2 separate regions of the Gossypium arboreum genome follow, and region 1 is linked to region 2. Evidence: chromatin contacts called from public Hi-C data. All regions are on one chromosome and are shown on one strand. Each heading gives the region's core, a stretch centred on a gene start, on an enhancer-like site or on the middle of the called end of the contact. The rest is flanking DNA. Distances are from core to core; before and after follow the strand shown.

Evidence for each region. Hi-C and Micro-C count contacts between places; a contact is called where the count stands out from the background.
Region 1: a Hi-C map of leaf shows a contact between it and region 2, with 4 times the contacts expected there. The contact joins the promoter of LOC108466361 here to the enhancer-like site in region 2. A contact is called at or near these places in 3 of 5 Hi-C or Micro-C datasets (all in leaf).

Annotation. Positions count from the first base shown.
Region 1 is chr1:107,316,740-107,322,415 of ASM2569848v2, forward strand. LOC108466361 (G-type lectin S-receptor-like serine/threonine-protein kinase LECRK4) reads right to left here and starts at 2,166. Exons shown (of 1, transcript XM_017766688.2): 1 at 1-2,166. The coding sequence starts at 1,852.
Region 2 is chr1:106,644,789-106,650,571 of ASM2569848v2, forward strand. It overlaps the pseudogene LOC108473310. Among protein-coding and RNA genes, the nearest start is that of LOC108471938, 11 kb to the right of the region's middle. Within about 2 kb of position 4,088, at least 2 of the 2 cell types and tissues checked have an H3K27ac peak or open chromatin away from gene starts, as enhancers often do. A contact at or near this core is called in leaf, where this site is marked.

The sequences.
Region 1 (5,676 bases), core at 916-3,415, 670 kb after region 2:
GGAAGTTCGACAATGAACCATTTCCCATAAACTCATAGACCAAAAGCCTATGTTGTTCTTCATCACAGTATCCAAGTAGTCTCACCAGATTCTTGTGGTGAGTATGGCCAATCACCTTCACTTCTGTTTTGAATTCCCTTTCACCTTCTTGTACAACCTTTTCTAATTTCTTGACGGCGACATAGTTTACGTAGCTTGGTGACAGTTCTCCTTTATAAACCGTGCCGAAAGCCCCCCTTCCTAGCTCTTCTTTGAATCCGTTTGTGGCTTGTTCAAGCTCTTTGTATGTGAATGAACGCAGATTAGTCTCTAAATCTCCTCTGCTATGACTATGAACACCATCCAAGTGTTGTAGCCGTCTTCGGTATAAGCAAAAGAATATCAAGGCAATTGCAGCTAAAAAGGAGAAGTTGAAGATTGCTGAGGTACCTAGGAGAACTGAAAGGATCAAAATAGCAGCATTCTGATTTTCATCACTTGGTTTAGGGGTGTCAGGGCTTCTCCTAGAGGCATTTGACTTTGGTACCTTAAATAGCGCTGTTCTGTCAATATCTACTCTGTTAAACCGCCCATTTGAGAGTGGTAATTTCTTTTTCCAACAAGTTCCAGTTCCATCTGGACTTAAAGATGGATCCTGTAAAATGGCAACTGCACAAGTACAGTCAAGAAGGCAAGATTGCCTACATTCGAACTCAGTTGCTGGCTGCAATATGCCATAGTCACTGAAAGGGAAATCTGCAAATAATATTGACCTGAATTCAAACCGATCTTCCTCTACGGTGGATCCGTCTGGGTTGCAATCTTCAGCGGAGCTTGTATAATCTTGTTTGCAGCCAATGTGTGTATTCTTTTCATCCAAAAATGAAAATCCAGGGGGACATGTGCAATTAGGCCTCCCATTGACAGGCTCACAAATGCTGTTATATCCGCATGGTCCAGTTCCAAGTCTAGCTGTACTGTCGACAAAGCTCGAGCATATATCGTCCGGCTTAAACCACAAGACAGACCAGCTTCTACCACCAGCACTGGGGTTCCTTGGATAAGAATAGAGAGTAAAAACTCCATCAAAACCAAGTGTTGCCCTGTAGTAGTATGATTCTGGTTTCGGAACAGTGTTTATTGGTGCAAGGTTGATTATACTTCCACTTGAATTCCGAAATTGAATACGCCCCGTGCCGTTGAAGATCAACCGAGAACCGTCCCCGAAACTATAATAATTATTGTAAGGTTTTTTGGTGAACATATCAATTTGGTTAAGTATGAAAGATCCTTGGTTGAAACGAAGTTGATATTTCCCCTTACTGTAGTTTGCTTCAGCCAGAGCTGATGAAAGACTCTGATTAACATCCAATTCTTGTGAGGGTAACATGGTATCCGTTGGATATTTGAAGCTTTCCCATATGTTGCCTGAGTTTTGACTCGATATCACAAAGTTCCCTGTATCAAGCATGGCTGCATGAGATACTTGAGAATCATTATTGAGGCTTTGGGACCTCCACAACTCTTTGTTTCCAGGGTCTTTAAGCACAAGATGGCCAGTCCCTGTAAGCTCGACCTTTGAATTTCGAGCTGCTACTGCTGGAGTCTCCCTATTATTAGCATACCAGACGATGGTTCTCTCTGGTATGCTAGCATACCAAATTGCAAGAAGGAAGAGATGTTCTTGGCCCGGAATGGCATAAAAACCCAAGGCAAAATCACCGGAGGGGGATCGCCATGCCGTGTTTGTACCATCGGCAGATAGAAAACCACCTACGCTTACATTGCTTTGAGCTTCAACTGTTGCAAAAATCCAGGAGATGGTTATAAAGATGAGGAGCAAGAGTTGAGTAGGAGAAAGTGCTGAGATCATTGGATGTTTCTCAAAGTGAGTTTCAAGAATGATTCTTAAAAATGAAGATTATGGAATCATACACAGAGAGAGAGAGAGAGAGAGAGAGAGAGAGAGTTTCTGAGGCAGTTGGCAGTTTAAAAGATGTGGTACTGTATGATCATAGATTTGAAGGTAACAACCTGCTGGAATGTGGACAAAATTGACGAAGCTATCCCATATCAATTGGAAAAGTCAGAGCATGATGGAATCTCAAGAATCGTCAGGACCAGACAAAAAGAAAGGAAATTTGGTTCTTATTTTTCTATAACAAAGAGGGGAAATGATAATAACGAGTGGTTAATGTGCTGTATTTTTAATTTAATTATATAATGTTTGTAAGCTATTTTTCTCAGTTTAAATATATAAAAATTAATTATAAAATTCAAATAATTGTGAATTTTGAATGGAAAATCAAATCAAATTAAATTTGTGTGAGGTTGATGTTAAGTCACCATAGGAAACTTCCAACAATGGTGCGACTGGGGGAAGTTTTGGTTGGCACGGCACTTTAATTATATCCACATAAGATTTGAGGTAAAGTTCAACATTTTTTAATCTTAATCAATGACACTGGACTTTGAACGACCAAACCAAAAAAACAAAAGTCCGGTAATCTATGCAACGTTGCGTACAAGGTATAACAAAGATACTAGTCCGTCACTTTCCAGAAGGCCTTGAAGCGTGGCGATGACCTTGGTGGAATATACTCAACCTTGCATTGCACCATCATTCTGTCCAAAAGAAACGGTCATCTACTCACCCTGCATTCTCCTCCTTTCTCAAAACCACCTATCTGCAACGCTTCATGAATCTAACTCTTGCGCACATAAATTTATTTACCCTAATACTCCATTACCAATAAATCTTAAAATTTCCTATCTATTAATATATTTACTCTAATAATACTATCCATCTTTTTTATTTAGAATTCATAGTTTTAATAAAATTATAATTAATCCTATTAAAACTAAAATTTTAGTTTTCATTAAGCGTGAGGAAGAAATGAGCACTCTCACAGCGCCTTCCGTAACCCATGGAATCATGATTGTCAAGTGATTTATGTAAGGGCTAGCTACTATGTTGTCTAAAATTTCATGAGGAAAGATTGCTTGTCTTCATTATTTGAACAAGACAAACTCTCAAGTAGAAACATAAATATATTAATTTCAATTGAAAACACATTGAAATTCTACTATGGATGAATTAATCTTAAATAAATTTAAAGATTATTTCACTTGTGATATTCATTTCATGCTTACCTTAATCTTGACTAAGTAAATGGCTAAATGTGTTTTTACTTAAATGTTTTGATGTATTTGTGACACCAAATCTATACATTAAGTATATGACTCACATGATGTAGTGTTGCTTATAGAAACTAGAGTCATAGCTCACATAAGAATTAAAGGTATCGCCTTAAAGACAGTATATAGTTTATGAAAATAGAATAGCGTCATAAGTTATTTGTATAAGACAAATGATGGAGTCATTTCTTGGTATAAGTGACAATCATTTTCATTATTGAAGATACAATGAAACTTTGAGATAAAAATATTAAAGTGAACAAATATAACTTTATAGGAGCATGGATATTTTATAATGGTCATACACATATAACAATATTATTAGATTTAAAGTTCAATCATAATACTTTTAGTGATTTGATTTAATGTTTAATAAGGATGTAATTAATAGATAAATAGTCATATACATATAACCTTACAAAATTATGGATATTTTATAACGGTCATACACATATAACATAATTATATGCTATTGTAGCTCATATTATATATATATATATATATCCAATTCACCTCGCTATATAACTTTGAATGATATGCATGTTAAATTTTAAACTACTTCACGAATAGAAAACATTTAGGATTAAAAGATAGACCACAAGAACACCTAGAGTAATTGCGCTTCTTGGTATAACTAAGAAATAAACAAGGTTAATTTAATTGGAATGAGTAAATTAAATAATTGAGTAGAAAATGAAATGAAATTATAAGATATTTGTTAATCTTTTAATTTTGTGGAATTTAAAACTCCATTTACATTGTATTAAATATTATTTATTTATTTTTATCATCTTAATTCTTATTTATAGTAGTTTTTTTAGTTTAGACTAGTTTTATTTATCTTATATATGTAGAGACTCATTTTTATCCGCCTAAACAAACCAAATCAAAAACCAAAAAAATAAAAAATAAAAAAATAGATAAACGAAAATTAATAAAAGTCCATTAGAAAAAGAGAGGTCCATTTACAAAATACAAACCCAAATCTAAACCACACAAATCCAATTTACTAACCTAAACCATCTAACCCAAGATTCATAAAGCCCAACAACCCAAAGCCCAATAGTCCAAAACCTAAAATTAATCAGAAAAACTAAAACCCTAAAGTAATTAGTGCTGTTGCCTCTGCCACGTCTGCAGGCACGCCTTCAGCTGTTACCCATACCCATCCTTATCACCACCACCTGCAAAAAACAAAGAATAGAGACAGAGAAACAGAAGAAGAATAGAAACAAAGATAAAGAAAAAACAAAAAAACAAAACGAAAAATATGTTGTAATATTCGGCTATAAAGCCAAAGCCACCATGTAACACAAGAAAAAAAAGAAGAGATCAATAGAATATCAAACAAAAAAAAAACCAAGTTAAAAAAAAGGCAATTCTTTTATTTAATCTTTTATTTTATTTCTCAAAAACATAAATGTCGAAACCATTTTTAGAGAAAAACGAGGATCGACTTTTAAAATAAAATGTGGAGTCGCCACCAATCCTTTTGTTTAGGTGTGATTGGATCACCTAATAAAGCACTTTATTTCATTTAAATCCATTTTGGCATACGAAAAATTAAAAAAAAAGGGATTCGGGAGTCGGTTACGTATGAGGAAGGATTAGCACCCTCACTACACCAAAAATTGGTACCAAATTGATTAAGTACTGTCCTTATAACTAAAACTTTTAAAAATATTTTGAAATATGGTTCCTTTTAAAACATTTTGAATAGCACAAGTTGGTCGTCAAAATTCGTTTATTTCAAAGGAATACAGCATCACATCCAGGACGATTGAACACGACATTGTATACCTTCGAAATCTCGATTAATTTTCGACTTCCAAAAAATGATGCGTTGAAAATTACAAAAGATGCTCAATTATTTAGTCCAACGAAAAACTGAAACTCAGTACGGTAGGGCACAATTCCTCGAATTCCCAAACATCAGTCATTGCCTTTGTTTTGTGAGATTTTCAAATAAACAATTATAAAAAACTGAATAAAAAATATACTTATTTGCTTTGTTTGAGGATAAAAGACAATCGATATTGAGCAACTATGGGAATTAGAATCATGATGCAATAATAAGAAATAAAAACATAATTACAAGCATAAAACAATAATATGTGAGTACAACACTATACAAATTGATGATAAAGATATTGATACGAACATATAATTTGAAATACAAATAACAATAAAATTTAAATAACAATATATGTGACTAATGGACAACATGAAATAATAATGTATGAAACAATATGGAATCTAAGAGTCAATATGATATAAAACAATTTAAAAACTATTAAATATATGAAAATTTACAAATGAACAACATATAATAGGGTTTGAAATGATTTACATACATAAAAATAAAACTAAGAATATGTAAATAAATATTAAAATAAATATTGTGAAAGAAGAGATTTGGAGCAAATAACATACAAAAATATTTTAAAAACATAATATATCTATTTAAAGGTGATAATATACATACAATAATAAAAATAA
Region 2 (5,783 bases), core at 2,838-5,337:
ATGAATGATTGGCGAAGGATTTTTTACCTTGTTCCAATGTCTCTTTTGCAATGGCGCTGTTAAAAGATTTATCTGGACAAGGATAAAGGAGTTGAAGATCTATTGTTTTGTGATTGTGGAAGCTATCACCGCTTCTTAGAAATTGAATTAGGGAAATTATCGCAAATGATTGCCTCTGCTTTAATCTGAAGGCCTAAACTTGTTTTTATTCTTTATCGGAGTAATGATTGAATCTGAAGCGGATTTTGAAACTAATTGAATAAACAGGCTGAACTAAAATGACGGTGAGCTAACAACAGTGAGCTTGTTTCATTTAATTTGTGAAAGGGCTGAGTTTGTTTAGGGATAAACCCAACCATCCTTGTAAAAGTAATAATTTCTTTTTTCATGTTTAGTGACGCCTTTTTGTTCCCATTCTCTGTTTTCCCTTCTTTTACCTTGAGACAATAGCCCAGTCACTTTCCTCATCAACATACCTCTCATCTGTCTTCATTTGCTGCTTGTTGTGACTTTTCTTCCTTTTCTCTTTTTGTGCTTTTCACCCTTTCTGGTTTCCCTTTTCCTTCTCTATAGTAAAGCTTGAACCCAAATCCTTAAAGCAGTTCACATTTTGTTTATCTTGCAGATGAGGCATTGAGAGGTGCTCAGGACCATAAATGATATGGTATGCTAAGATGCTTTCCTGGGACGAAAGCTTGTCCTTTTGCAGTGCCTTTTGACAAGGTTTAGTTAGCCTACTCTACTCTTTTTTTTTTCATTCGTGGAATAAGGTTCAATAGTTATAGTGTGAATATAAGTTTTTGTATTTTTTTGCTCTGTTATATTTTATCTGTTTTTGAGTTATTGTTAACTCCAATAAATTTATTTAGTTTATGGAAAATTCATGTTTATTTCTTTTGGTGCTTTAAGTTGGAATGAGATACAATGGAGAAGAAAATAATCTGCAGCACGTTTGATAAGGTCATACTATAAAGTCTAAACATTGATTGATTTAAGCTGAAAGAAGAAACTCAAAGTTTGTCCCTGATTGATTTTCTGGATAAACGAGCATAGCTTAAATAGTGGCTGAATACTAGCCCTACTTGTTCGATAGAGCTTTGAAACACATTTATCCTTTCTCTTGCATTTGAACATGCATGCACATTGGTGGTAAGTTTAGAGAAAAAGATTATGTTCTATGGAATTTTTTATTTGAATAAATCAGTGATCATGCATGCTTACACATATTTACAGAAAGGTTCATAATGAAAAAAGCCTTTAACTGAATGACTTTTGGAATATATATTACTTCAAGATGTCCCTATGTTTTGTTATGAACAAATTTGACGGATTTTGTTAATATGCTTTTGGCCTGTACACTATTTGGCAGGTGCTCTTCTTTTGAGTTGGTAGATTTCTCCAGAGCAGAAGATTTGCCAATTTGTAATATATAGATGCGGCGGCTTCTGTTTCAGCTAATTAGAGGTAGGGATGTCTTGCTTTGGCATAATTGTACCCCATTCATGCAATAGAATTCTGTGTAAATAATTGCTCTGCTTTTGCATTCTCTTATCTGCTGTTTAAAGAGTATGGACCTGGACGTTGCAAGATTTTCTCATCAACTTGCATGTAATGAAGGAATTTTCTGAAATGCAACAGAAACGATATATAATTTTGTGACTGTTTCTCAAATTGCTTTTCCCATCTGATGTGAGATTTTTTTTGGCCTACAATGTGGGATTAATGCACCTCCCATTGTTTAGAAGGCTTGACTCAACCTTCTCTCTCACTCAATCTCGTGATGTCTTCCTCACAAGTTTCTCCATTATTGCTCCCAAGGATTTAGTGTGGGATCAATGATTGGTCTACGTTGCTTACCTTGGACAATCAAGGGGTGGCTCACTTGTCATAAACCCATTACACTTTTCTCGAAAGACATGATAGGATGTGCAATGTACTTGCTAATATGCCCAAAGGCTTTCCTATTTTCATTTGATGTGGGATCAATGCCCTTAATCTACTACTTTTTAAGCGATTCGTATGATATTCTCTTCTACCTAATCTTGTGACATCCTAATCATAGGCTTTTCGATTAATTTGTCAACTCTTGAAGCATTTAATGTGGAGTCACAATTGATCTACATTGCCTAGTCACCAATTAGGTTGCTTGGAGTGAAATTGAACAATAAGGGTTGGTTTTGATGTAGCTTATCATAGGGTCATTATTTTTCCCAAAAGGCATGCTCATTCAAAAGAATTTTGTTTTTTAATCTAATAAGTGATTAATGCATTCTGTCTAATTTTCTGCAGTGCTTAGTGGAATTCATGCTCAATACTTGCATTTGACTTATTCAATTGAGTATTGGGTATAATCTTTAAATTAAAATAAAAAACTAAAAAAGTTTATTTATTTATTTATTTGTTAAAATTAAAAGATTGAACTATCTTTTGTTTACTATGTTATTTGTTATTGTGATTTTAATTTTAATTTATTTATTGAATTGATGGTGAGTTAATTCATGATATCAATTCACTTTATTTTAATTTTTAGTCTTCACAAATAAAATTAGGGTTGGCAAGTACCCTATTTAATGTTTACAGTCTCTTCTATTCCCAATTTGTTCATGTTACATGGTAACCATTAAAAGATAGGATTCAGAGGAATATGAATTTCTCTCAGTCTGATCCTTTATTTCAGTTGGAATTGGAAACTAGAGAGGAATTGGAAAATGTTCTGTATCATGAAGAACTCCATTGGAAGCAAAAGGTGCGGTGTGATTGGCTTTCGTTGAGAGACCGTAATACTAAATTCTTCCATAAGGACACCTTAAAAAGGAGAAAGCAAAATCGGATTACGACTTTAAGAAATGCCGAGGGGGAGTGGATTTTTGATGAGGAGGATTTACAACAGGAGGCAACTCGTTTTTTAGAAAAGTTATATGGTGAAGATCCGGGGTCAATGAGAGGGCTTCCCACTAGTTCTTTTCCGAAGTTTGAAGACGGTGAAATTTAGATGTTAAGCAAACCAGTCTCAAACAAGGAAATAAATCCGCCATGTTTGATGAGTCCTCTGAAGGCGCTGGGAGTGATGGATTCCATGCACTATTTTTCAGTGTCAGTGGGAGCAAATTGGGGATTCGATTTGTACTTGGGTAAAAAATAGTTTTAACGGTGAAAAAATTGACCCAAAGCTGAATAATTCTATAGTCTTCATTCCTAAGGTTCCAAATCCAGAATGCTTTTCCCAATTTCAACCGATTAGCTTGTGCTCGGTTCTTTACAACTTGGTAATGAAAATCATTGTTAATTGTTTCAAGTTGGTGTTCCCAAGAATTATTGGCCAAGAAGAGACTGGGTTTATTGCGGGAAGGAATACTACGGAAAATAGTATTATTGCTCAGGAAGTATTTCATTCCATGAAAATTAAGAAGAAGACTAGAAAACTGTTGACCATCAAGATTGACTTGGAGAAAGCTTACGATCAAGTGTGTTGGGAGTTTATTGATGCATCACTCCAAACAGTAGGTATTTCGAATTACCTTTATAATGTGATTATGTCTGCTATCACTAACTCCGCTATACAGATTTTGTGGAATGGAAAGCCAACTCTGACTTTCAGGTCGTCTAGGGGGGTCTGTCAAGGGAGCCCACTTTCCCCTTACTTATTTGTACTGTGCATGGAATGACTTGGCCATAGTGTCCAGGCTAATATTAATTCTGGATGTTGGAGACCTATCCATTTATCTGGATCGGGCCCTTCTGTCTCACCTTTTTTTTTTTTTTTTTTTTGCAAATGATCTAATTCTGTTTGGTCAAGCTGAAGAAGATCAAGCTACACTCTTGAAGAAAGTGCTAAATAGTTTTTGTGATTATTCAGGGTACAGGATTAATGCGCACAAAACAAACGTTTTCTTTTTAGAAGGTTTGGGTGACGTGTTAGAAAGCAACTTGTGTTGTATTCTTGGTTTTCGAAAAGTGAATAATCTTGAAAGTTATCTGGGAGTTCCCTTTTTCCATGATAAAGTTACCAACAGTTCGTTACGCTTTGTGGTGGACAAGGTTTAGAGTAAGTTGTAGGGTTGGGACGCAAAATCTTTATCTATTTCTGGTAGGGCTACCTTAGCACAACCGGTTCTTATGGCGATTCTAAGCTATTTCATGCAGTCTATGCTGATTTTCAAGGGACTTTGTGAGGAACTTGAACGTATGGTGTGTCAGTTTGTTTGGGGATCTTCAACCAATAGTGGGAAAGTGGCTTTGGTTGGTTGGGAGGATGTCTGTCAACCTTGAGAGCATGATGGTCTTGGTTTTCAAAAGTTGTAGGATCACAACACTTTTTTCATGAAGTTAGGTTTTAGAATTATGACTGATTCCAGCGCTCTTTAGGTATAGGTTTTACGAGTAAAGTATGGAGTGGCGGTTGGAATACCAGAAAATCTATCTCGTAGTAGAAGCACTTTCATGTGGAGAGCACTTACTAAGGTTTGGCCTCTCATATGGGAAAACTTGATTTGGTCAGTAGGGGATGAGAGAAATATTAGGTGTTGGCGTGATCGCTAGATCCCCAATGTAGGACCCCTTGTTAATCTGATTCCCGAACAATCTAGTCTTGATTTGGATTATTGGCTTAGTGATATGGTTTTAGTGAATGGTACTTGGAACCTTGGCTTATTTCGGACTTGGGTACCTGAGACAATCATACGAAAAATTATGGGAATACCCCCACCACATCTAGAAGTAGGCGTTGACAGAATAATTTGGGGAGGTTCATCGACGGGTCCTTTTTCTGTTAAAAACGCCTATGGGAAAATTAAAGAAGGATCATGGAAATTGAAGAAAGATGCACGGAAGATCCCTTGAAAGTTTAAAGGTCCCCAAAGGGTAAGGTTTTCATTTGGCTAGTACTCAAATAGAGATTACTTGCTAATGTTGAAAGAGTTCGTCGGGGTTTGGGGCATCGTTCGGCTTGTGGAGTTTGTGGACATATCTCTCAAGATGTGCTACATGTCTTAAGAGACTGCCTGACAGTGAGAGATATTTGGAATCTCTTGATTCTCACTGATCGGCTTAACAAGTTTTACTCTAATAACATACAGGAATGGCTAATGTCCAATTTGCATAATCAGTATGATATTTGCTTTGGGGAGATTGGGGATGCATTTTCGGGATTATCATTTGGTGGATCTAAAAGAATTGTAACCTCTTTTATTTTTCAAGATGCATCATGGAGTAGTTTTGGCACTATCAGAGCCTCGTATAGTTGGGCCAAACGTGTTTTGAAGACCAATCATAGTCATTTGAATACATACAGGGAGGAAGATGACCTTGTGCTTTAATTTGCCAGGAGGTTGGATATTTTTAAATATAGATGGATCTATTAGGCTTGAGGATGATTCTGCAACAACATGAGGGGTTGTGAGAAATTGAAATGGGGTTATAATAGGTTTCTAGGAAGCTGTTCAGTATTTGAGGCCGAATTGTGGGGCATATTGGATGGTTTAAATACCCTAATTGATTGTGGTTTGGATAATGTGATAATTCAGACGATAATCTTGAAGTGATGATGGCCCTTCGGGAGAGTTTTGCAAGAAGTTCAATACGGCTCTGATTAGGAGGATTCTTCAACTACTATCTCAGATTTCTCACTGGAATATTTATTATATACCCAGAGCAAAGAATCAAGAAGCTGATAAACTTGCCAAAATGGCTCACTTGGGAAGCTAAGATTTGTGAATGTTTGTAAGACTATGGCTCACTCGGGAAGCTAAAATTTGTGAATGTTTGTAAGACTCTCGTTTGGGGAG